Linked DNA regions of Mus musculus: all the other regions are linked to region 1. The links are chromatin contacts, called in public Hi-C maps. All regions are on one chromosome and are shown on one strand. Each heading gives the region's core, a stretch centred on a gene start, on an enhancer-like site or on the middle of the called end of the contact. The rest is flanking DNA. Distances are from core to core; before and after follow the strand shown.

What was found. Hi-C and Micro-C count contacts between places; a contact is called where the count stands out from the background.
Region 2: a contact with region 1 is called in a Hi-C map of the N1E-115 cell line, with 3 times the contacts expected there. The contact joins two enhancer-like sites. A contact is called at or near these places in 6 of 484 Hi-C or Micro-C datasets (the N1E-115 cell line, bone marrow-derived macrophages, embryonic stem cells and 2 more) and 1 of 9 other capture datasets (embryonic stem cells).
Region 3: a Hi-C map of the N1E-115 cell line shows a contact between it and region 1, with 16 times the contacts expected there. The contact joins two enhancer-like sites. A contact is called at or near these places in 1 of 15 datasets of contacts at CTCF or cohesin (embryonic stem cells), 13 of 484 Hi-C or Micro-C datasets (the N1E-115 cell line, bone marrow-derived macrophages, cardiomyocytes and 9 more), 4 of 115 datasets of contacts at active chromatin or transcription factors (astrocytes and embryonic stem cells) and 1 of 9 other capture datasets (embryonic stem cells).

Annotation. Positions count from the first base shown.
Region 1 is chr9:111,743,960-111,747,344 of GRCm38.p6, forward strand. No RefSeq gene overlaps it. Among named protein-coding and RNA genes, the nearest start is that of Stac, 55 kb to the left of the region's middle. Within about 2 kb of position 1,967, at least 3 of the 459 cell types and tissues checked have an H3K27ac peak or open chromatin away from gene starts, as enhancers often do. A contact at or near this core is called in the N1E-115 cell line, where this site is marked.
Region 2 is chr9:111,547,041-111,550,095 of GRCm38.p6, forward strand. No RefSeq gene overlaps it. Among named protein-coding and RNA genes, the nearest start is that of Gm36088, 25 kb to the right of the region's middle. Within about 2 kb of position 1,506, at least 4 of the 459 cell types and tissues checked have an H3K27ac peak or open chromatin away from gene starts, as enhancers often do. A contact at or near this core is called in the N1E-115 cell line, where this site is marked.
Region 3 is chr9:111,495,482-111,498,605 of GRCm38.p6, forward strand. No RefSeq gene overlaps it. Among named protein-coding and RNA genes, the nearest start is that of Dclk3, 58 kb to the left of the region's middle. Within about 2 kb of position 1,785, at least 11 of the 459 cell types and tissues checked have an H3K27ac peak or open chromatin away from gene starts, as enhancers often do. A contact at or near this core is called in the N1E-115 cell line, where this site is marked.

The sequences.
Region 1 (3,385 bases), core at 717-3,216:
GCTTGCTGGGTTGTGCTCAGCTGTATTTCTTGAATTTTATACATTTGAAGACCCCCCCCCCCCCCCCGCCAAGGGAATGGTGCCACTCACAGTGGGCTGAGTCTTCTCACATTACTTAACTTAATTAATCCAACACCTCATAGACACACCCACAGGCCAGCCCAATGTAAACATTGGACACATTGAGACTCTCTTCCCAGGTGACTCAAGATCAGTGGTTCACAACCTGTAGATTCCAACCCCTTTGGTCAAACCAACCTTTCACAAAGGTTGCAATATAAGATATCCTGCCTGTCAAATATCAGTTCATAACAGCAGCAAAACTACACTTGTGAAGTAACAATGAAATAATTTAATGGCTGGGAGTCACCACAGCATGAGGAGTTGTATTAAAGGGTCACAGCTTTAGGAAGGTTGGGAACCACTGTTCTAGGTGACGTCAAGTTGACGATTGCAGCTAGCTATCACAATGACTATATCTTCTTCCATACCTATTCTTCAGTCATACATTAAACGGTTCCTCGATTTATTTTGACTCTTCAATACATATACCCTTCTTGCTCTCAGTGGACTTAGTTACTGACACACTCACAAGGCTCCTTATGCTGCCTTTATTTTAATGTGCCCCTTTATTGATTCTAAACTACAAATCTGAACATATCACTTGTTTGTAATCTTTGATAAAATCTTGTTCCAAAAGTGTTGTCTTAGTTAGGGTTTTTACTGCTGTGAATAGATACCATGACCAAGGCGACTCTTATAAGGACAACATTTATTTGGGGCTGACTTACAGGTCCAGAGGTTCAGTTCATTATTGTCAAGGTAGGAGCATGGCAGCATCCAGGCAGGCATAGCGCAGGCAGAGCTGAGAGTTCTACATCTTCATCTGAAGGTTGCTAGTGGAAGACTAACTTCCAGGCAGCTAGGATGAGGGTCTTAAGCTCACACCCATAGTGACACACCTACTCTAATAAGGTCACACCTTCTAATAGTGCCAATCCCTGGGCCAAGCATATACAAACCATCACAAGTATATAAAGTTAATATTTTTCAAATCTGCATCTTTGCGTATTAAACACAAAGACTATGAGAAATTGAAAATCAGGCCATGTATATGTTCAGGTGTTACACACATGTGTCTCCATCTCCCCGATGCTTGGATTACAAACTGACACCACTTCACCTGGCTTTTCACATGGATTACGGATTGAGCTGAGGTCTTCCTACTTGTGCAACAAGAGCTTTATTCAGTGAGCCATTCTCTCGGGCCTCTGTAGCAAAACTAAGGCATGTTTGAAAGTTTTATGTAGTTTGCAAAGACATCTCAATAGGACAGTAGAATAAGGAGATGAGAAAGGCAAGCAGTCAGTTCCAAGATCACTCTCTGGAACTGTCTCCACCCCAGAGGGAGAGCTGGCAACCCCTGCTGGCAGCAGCTTTCATGCACTGGGGCATGGCCAGCAGCAGGAACATCTCTTGCTCCCAAGGGATAACATAGGAATCAGTTAATGAAGCGGCTATAAAAAGAATCCCACGAGGTGAGCAGGTCACAGGTACTGATGCTGGTTGACATGGGAATAAATTAAAGCTAAAAATTAGCACTTACAAGACAAAAAAACCCTGATTTGCCAGAACCCTGAGAGCTGGCTAAGTGGCTTTGGCAACAAAGCCTCTGCTTTTAGCTGCTCTGGGAGAAAGTTAACCCCTTCACATGAGACCAGACTCCAAATGGAGCCTTTTACACAACTCTACAAGTGAAACAAAGGAATCAGAATAATAGTAGTGGATGACTGAAAATTTGTAAACATTACAGATAAAAGCAATTTATGACCAGAAGTACTTCCATTTCTAAAGTGCTTTCTGGGAAAGTGTAAAGACTTAAGTTAGATCCTCACGGAGTAAGAAAGTGAAAGCCCTTACATGGGAAGGCTAAGGCCAGCACAGGTGAGCTGTTAATCGCCCAGAGGATCCTGGGAAGGCCCTTGGGTATGCTTGGTTTGTTTATTGCAGTGGCAAAGGGGAAGGGATGCCTTTGAATTGGGTACTGAGAAATCGTCACCAAGAGCCTTCATTCTGGCTTTCCTGAATCTGAATCCAAGTCTCAGTCCTGGGATGCAGGTGTTTCTCTGCTTTTAATTGTCCACCCTTACAAGTAAGGATTATCTTCAGACTTGAGGGTGCCCTGAGGATTACAGAACCATGCCAAATTATTGTTTGTAGGAACAGATTGCTCTTCTTTTTTTTCTTAAATCCAATTATGGGTAACTCTGCTCACCAAGTATGTAACTTTTCCCACCCGAGAGGAAGCCCGTGTCTGCTTATCCCTTGAATCTGTCTGGGCATGGACTTTTTGATTCATAGAAAGAGGAGACAGTGGCATTGTGCCAGGCCAGGCCTCGCTCCCCAGGGACCTTGCAAGGTCCACAAGTTGGCTGACATCGGCTAGGTTATCTGATGGAGCTGGCATTGCAGAGAGAACACGGCATCATCATCAATGTCTTGAGCCATGGCCAGAGGGGTGAGCCAAGGATCAGGCCTGGGCCACTCCATGTATTCCCCAAATTTTCTGCCATTCTGTTTGTGAATTTCGAGGCACTTCAAAATTATTTCATATTCTTCAGGGTGCCTGGTCACGTTCAAGGCAGGAGGCTGATGTCCTCCTGGGAGCGGTTCTCAGTGGGACTAATGCATATAAAGTGGGTGAATTAGGGACCTGGTTCCTGCACTGATGGATGGGAAGACTTGTGGCAACATCTTTGGATTCTGGAACTTCGCTCTCTGACCATCATGAAGGGACAGAGTCTCCAGGGTCCCTTTGCGTAGGACGAGGAACACTCCCAGGAGCTCCTTTTGAATGTCACTGTCTCGTTTCCCTGCTTACCAAGTCAGCGTGCCTCTCTGTTACACCGAGAAGTGATTGCTACCCCCATATTTACATAGTTTCATTTAGCTTTAATTGCACTAGTTACTCGTATACCAGACATTCACCTTTAGTATACACAGGAGAGTTCCGATTTATAAAAATTCACTTATATTGCAGTATTTGAAATACAAACGTTATTAACGGTGTTATCAGTGTGTGTGAGAGAAAGGGAGGAGTCTTATATATCTTATAAGTACTCACTATGTAGCTAGCCCCCTCCTCCTGTCTCCAACTCTTGAGTGGTGGTATTTACAGGTATGAGGCACCATGTCAGGGATTACATGGTGCTGCTGATAAAACCCAGGTCTTCAGTCATACTAGACAATCACTCCACTTTACCAACTGAATCTCATCCTCAGCCTTCCTCCATATATGAATATCTTCAAAACTAGGACAGTAATGAGTCTACTGCTCTACATATGGATTCTTTTTATGACAGTATATCTACGTTTATCTAAAAGT
Region 2 (3,055 bases), core at 256-2,755, 200 kb before region 1:
TATTAGAAGAGACAGGCCACTGTATCCTATAGCAGAGATGCTCCGCATCGCATCATCTCATTATGTCCCAGTGGACCCATTCCCTTTGCCCCACATCTCGGCTGTTTCTAATTTTATGCCATTTGAAGCAGCAATATGCCGTTATAAACAGCACTGAGCAAAAGCTATTTTCCACTCATAAGATTCAAAAATAGAGTTCCTGGATTCCCAAGCCACTTGGTTTTAGAGGAACAAGTTTATTTGTTTACTTGTTTCACTCTTGGTTCTCCTGTGCCGGACACTTCAGAAGTTGTCAGCAGAGTCTCCCAAGTCTGTTGAGTTGAAAAGCTATGTTTTATTTCTGGGTCTGTTCTGAACATTACAGTTCTCAGTGCATTTGCTTATGCTCCTGTTCGTAGGTATGTAAGCAGGGTGCAGGACTCCGCCTTATTCTTGGAACATTGCAGTCTCTCATTCCCCGGAGACCTAATCAAAGGCCGATCCCTGAGTCAGTGCCATTGGCTTCTCAGCAGGAGAAGTCACCAGGAACTGGCAGGACGTTCATAAAGATAGGGCATGCTCCTGTCTTTTCTTGTATCTAATTTTTAAAAATTTTGTATGTGTGTATGTGTGTGTATGTATGTGTGATGTGTGTGTGTATGTGTGCATGATGTGTGTGTTTGTGTGTGTGTGATGTGTGTGTATGCATGCATGATGTGTGTGTTTGTGTGTGTATATGTGTGTGGTGTGCATGTGTGTGTGATGTGTGTGTTTGTGAGTGTATGTGTGATGTATGTGTGTATAAGTGTGTGAGCATGTGTGATATGTGTGTGATGTGTGTGTGATGTGTGTGTGTCTGTGTGCTCTGGAACTGAGCTCAGGCACCTTTGCCCATTGAATCATCTCGCTTGTCATGTTTTTGTTTTTTGGAGAAAGGGTCTCACAGATCCCAAACTGACCTTGATCGATCCCTTAGTCAAGGGTGCCTTTGAATTCTGAGCCTCCTGCCCCACTTCGGGAGTGCTGGGCTTGCAGGTGTGTGGGACTGAACCTGGTTTTGTGCAGGGTCCTGCCTCAGCTATCTTCTCATAGGAAAGCAGACGTAATCACACAGGGCTTGCAAGACAGAGACAAGGCAGGCATGGGAAGACAGGGGAGAGCTAAACAAACACACACACACACACACACACACACACACACACACACACACGCGCGCATGAGCACACACAAACATATTAAGCACTCTACCTTATGAGCTACATCCTCAGCTCTCTGTTTTCTCAGCTCTTCGTTTTCTCCTCCTACCCCCGTTTCTTTGTCTTGTTTTGGTTTTAGAGATAGCGTCCCCAAGCTCACCATGCAGCCATGGGCGATGAAGAAGCCTGATCCACAGCACCGCATCCAAACAGTCCATGCATCTTCTGTGCCAAGTTTCAATGATCTTGGCACTCCCTTCCTAGGTCACCACTTCTACTAAGTTTGTAGGTTCTGAAAGTAGATTTATTATCCACAGGGCGTCTGGCTTCTTGGCTCTAGGGTCTGTCAACTGTCTGTCAGCTCCACAATGGAGCCATTTTTCTCTGAACAGCTGACCCCACCAGCAATCCTGCTGTGGCTTTTGTGGTTTCTTTTCTCTAGAAGACCCATGTTTTGTTTCTCCCTCATATATTTGGTTTATGACCTGGACACCTTTCTCTTTATAAAAGCTGTAAAGATTTTATAAATGACCAATCATCTTGATCATTTGTTTAGGGAAGTTTATTTCCATCTTGAAGATGTCACTTGGCTCTGACCTTGCTCCTTTGATATGTTTGTGTGTGCTCATGCGTGTGTGTGTGTGTGTGTGTGTGTGTGTTTGTTTGTTTGTTTAGCTCTCCCCTGTCTTCCCATGCCTGCCTTGTCTCTGTCTTGCAAGCCCTGTGTGATTATGTCTGCTTTCCTATGAGAGGATAGCTGAGGCAGAAACCTGGATGCTCCCAGTGGGAGATGGCAGAGTCTGGCTTTGCAGAAGAGGCTGAGAGCAGTGCCCTAAAGAAATGGGTGTGTCAGGCTGGAGAGATGGCTCAGTGCATAAAGTGCTCTGAGTGTGGTGCTAGTGTGGGATCTGAGTTGGGATTCCCAGAATCCTCTGTAGCATTCATCTGTAATCCTAGGTCTCCAAAGAAGAGATGGAAGGCAGAGACTGGAGAATCCATAGCAGGCCTCAGGCCAGGCAGTTTAACATAAACAAAGGTCACCTGAGTTTCTCATCTGTCATCCACATGCATACGCTGACACACACGGTCCTGTTTGGTTCTCCTTCCTCCCTCTACCTCCCTCTTACACACACACACACACACACACACACACACACACACACACACACACACACATATATATATATATATATATATAGAGAGAGAGAGAGAGAGAGAGAGAGAGAAATACAGTATTTTTAAAAGGTAATTCAGCACTCCAATAGCCAGGCAGGTCGGCTGGGTGGGGTGTGAGGACAGTGGGAACTCCTGAGGGTCAGAGGGGGTCCTGCATGTTTTACCTGTAAGCTCAGCTCAGTGCTCACATGCAGAGCTGAGTCACATTTATGTGTGCAGAAGCTAATGGTGAGAGGTACACGGGACTGAGGGACACACAGCGCCAGCTCCTAGGTGCCATGTACCTCTCCCAATTTTCAGAGCACTGAGAGAATGGGAGCTGCGTCCTTTCTGCAATTCAATTCCCACATGAGCTTTCTCTGTGAGCTAACCAGACCCGGAGCCAGGAAATCTCGAGATACTGTTCCAGGTTAGGTCCTCATGGGCCAGGCCTGCAAAGCCATAGCATGTTAGACACTGATTGTGTAGTGTCTGATAATAAATGTCACCTACTGTCATGGTCATATTAGGAGGAGAAAGAGGTGGAAAGTTTTGGTCTGAGGAAAGCAGGAACAGAGAGGTGGCAGTGCCCAGAGTCTGATGAGGTGTGGGCTCAAGGGCTGCTCTGAAACCTTTTACTGCAAAAATTTATTTTAGGTTTTAGTTGTGGTATGTGTATGTATGTGTGTGTGGTGTGAGTGTTGTGTGTGGTGTGTATGGTATGT
Region 3 (3,124 bases), core at 535-3,034, 250 kb before region 1:
GTGAATGCCTCCGAAGACATTAGCTGACCTCTGGCAGAATTTCCCAGTATCCCCTAAAATGCAAAATAAACCCTACGTTGGAATCCAATTTTCTCTATAATCAGTTTGATACTTGGTGTGTATTTGTGTTAACATTTTTTTTTGATTATTTAAACAACAAACACCCTCAAATCATTTAAAAATCTTACAGAGAACTTGATTATGTTGATGAAGGACAAACTGGACTTTCCACATTTGAGCAGCAGGTGGCGCTCCTGGCATTTGGAATCGCACTGACGCAGCGGCTGAGCTCGATGGTGGAGGATGCAGTTTGCTGCTGGTGCATTGCAGTGGGCAGGAGGTGGTGATGCATTTTATTAACTTCCTGTTTTGCTTGAGACAAGGTCTTGTTACATAGCCATGTTGGTGTCAAACTTGTAATTCTCCAGCCTCAGCCACCTCAGTATTGGAGTAATTGGTGTGTACCCCACTGGAGTATTGGGTCATCCACACTCATTCCAGGCAGGAGGCCGGGCTACTGTTGAGCCTTTGGACTATGTTCTGTATTTGTTCTTTTAAGAGTGAAAAGTAGTTCTCAGTCTCTATTTTATACGAACCCGGGATCATTCTGTTTCCAGGGATAGGTAGCTGCTGAGACTGCCCCATTGTCCACCCTTAGGGCACCTCAGGATCTGGTGAGGCCAGGTGCCCTGGCATTTGGGTTCCTGGGTCCCTAGCTCTTTTTGCCCTGTTACTACCTAAGGTCTTAGGACCTCCACATGTCTCACTGCCTGATGCCTGAGAGCCTTAGAGATGCTCCTGAGAGCAGTGACTCTGCCTGGCACTGTCGCTCAGCAGCCCCTCCCCCAGCTCTGGGACATCAGTATCTCCTCATTGCTAAGGCAGGAAAAGGACAAACTTTGACCCCCAAGTTGGTTCTTCATCTTTTTTTTTGCCAAACATCCTAAAGGCCAAGGAACCCAAAGAGCTCCTATAGGAACCCAAGGAGACAAAGGCAACCGGGAGCAGAGAAAGCTAGAGGCTTACAACGAGCCTCCCAGCTGTGGGTCTGCAGAGCCTACTGACCTGCTTTGCCTGCTCTGAAGTGGGCAAAGTAGACTACACTAAAGCAGACTCCAGAGCACTTTCCAGAACAGTGTGCCTGTCTTGTCTGCCAGGATTACCCTGGTTAGGATTGTACATTATCATGGCTATTGTGAACACCGCTAGCTGGAGATACTAGTGCCCTATCCTTAACTAAGTAAAGAATCTCTGTGGACATCCTAATAAGAATCTGAAGTGTGTGTGTGTGTTTGTGTGTGCCTCTGTGTGTGTGTGTGTGTGTGTGTGTGTGTGTGTGTGTGTACAGGTGAGTGTGGAGCCAGAGGATAGCCTCAGGTCCTGTCTACTTTGTCATTTGAGACAAGGCCTCTCAATTGACCCGGGGTCCCATAGGCTGGCCAGCTAATGGGCCCCAGGATCCACCTGCTCTTACCTCTTCAGTGATGAGATACAAGTACACACCACCACGTGCAGCTCCTTAGAAGGGGTTCTTGGCTTGAGTTCAGATCTGAATGCTTGCATGGTGAGCATTTTATTGCCCCGGAGTTCAGACTTAATCTACCTTAGCCAAGAAGCTGAGTAAATTACTTTATTTGAAGTTAAACTAGGGTTTTTTGAGTTTTCCCTTACTACCAGGGCCGGTGACATCTTGACAAATGAGCAAGGGTGAACAGGTAAGTGTTCCTGATAGACTTCAGGCTGGGCAGCCTGGCAGCTCACTAAATAGCCACCAGGTGGCGCTGCATACAGCACTGCAGGCCACCTTTCCCGTGTGAGTCGCTGAGCCGTGGCTGGCCTTGGAAGTAGCATTGCTTGGATCAGGAAGGGTAGAGTTTTGCTTGTGCACAACAATGCCTTGCTGCTCATGCTCCTGACCTTGTACCCTAGGGACTGTAGCTATTATTGGTTTCTGATGAATGCTTTTCTGACAATCTGGCTTAGCATCTTTCTCATTTTCTGCCTTGCTGGGTTTAATGTCTCAAATCGGGATATTTCTGTCTGACAGATAAGGGCTGTATCATCAGAACAAGATGTTCTTGCTTGTGGTGATAAAAAGCCTCTACAGCGCTCGGCCCTGGCATAGCCTGATTCCATCCCAGGGCAGGGTGAAAGCCAGGGTGGCTGGACCAGGGGCCAGGGTGGGCAGTGCTGGAGTCAGAGGTGAAGAGGACTTCAGAGGAGGGGCTGTCACGAGAAAAGGCTTACAGTTGGAAGGATGATTAAGGTTGGAGAGGGGCTGCAGAAGGAGCTTAGGAACAGAAGTTCACAGAAAAGTACAAGCATGCTATTTGCATTTTAAAAATGTCTGCTTTGCCATAGACACTGAGCAAGCCAGAGAGACGTGTTCTCAAAGTTAAGATGGATCTGTCAAATTGCTTCTTGGAAACACATTTTCTGGGTTCAGTAGGGCACAAGTTTGGGTTGCATTTGCTATTGGGGATTCTTTGGCAGGGTGGTAGGCGGGTGATGTGGAGTCAGCTGTAAGCTACGGCCACACCCGAGGGCTGCCACACCTGAGGGCTTTGAGTCCTTTGGGTTTATTTGTGCTTATTCTCTGAGAGAGGGAGGGAAAGGAGAGAGGGCGTGAGATAGAAATTGAGATAGATAAATAGAAAAAGAAGGTTGGGCTTGGACATCAACCCGAGAGCATCAGTCTTTCTCTCCTTCTTTCCTCTTGTACTTTTTTCTTTTCTCTTCCATCTCTTCTCTCTCCCTTCTTCCCTCCCCACTGCTCGCTCTTTCTCTCACCCACAGCCCCAATTCTTGGGTCGGGAAAAGATTAGATCAGGCTAACTTAGAACTGGCCAGCATGAAGGAAGAGATAAGATCTTGAGATTGAACTGCTCATATTGTACATTTTTTTCCCCTAATAGCAGCTGCTGACAGACAAGAGACCCGTGTACCGCTGCAACCTTTAAAAATAGCTAAGGGTCAGCCAACATTTTAAGATTAGAAAACTAAAATGAGCTAGACATATCCAAAACATCGATTCTATTGATCACAACCCTAGAGCTGTGTTTCCACATGCTGAAAAATTGTTAGCGAATCATTGTATGATGAAAATATGTTTTTATTCCTGCAT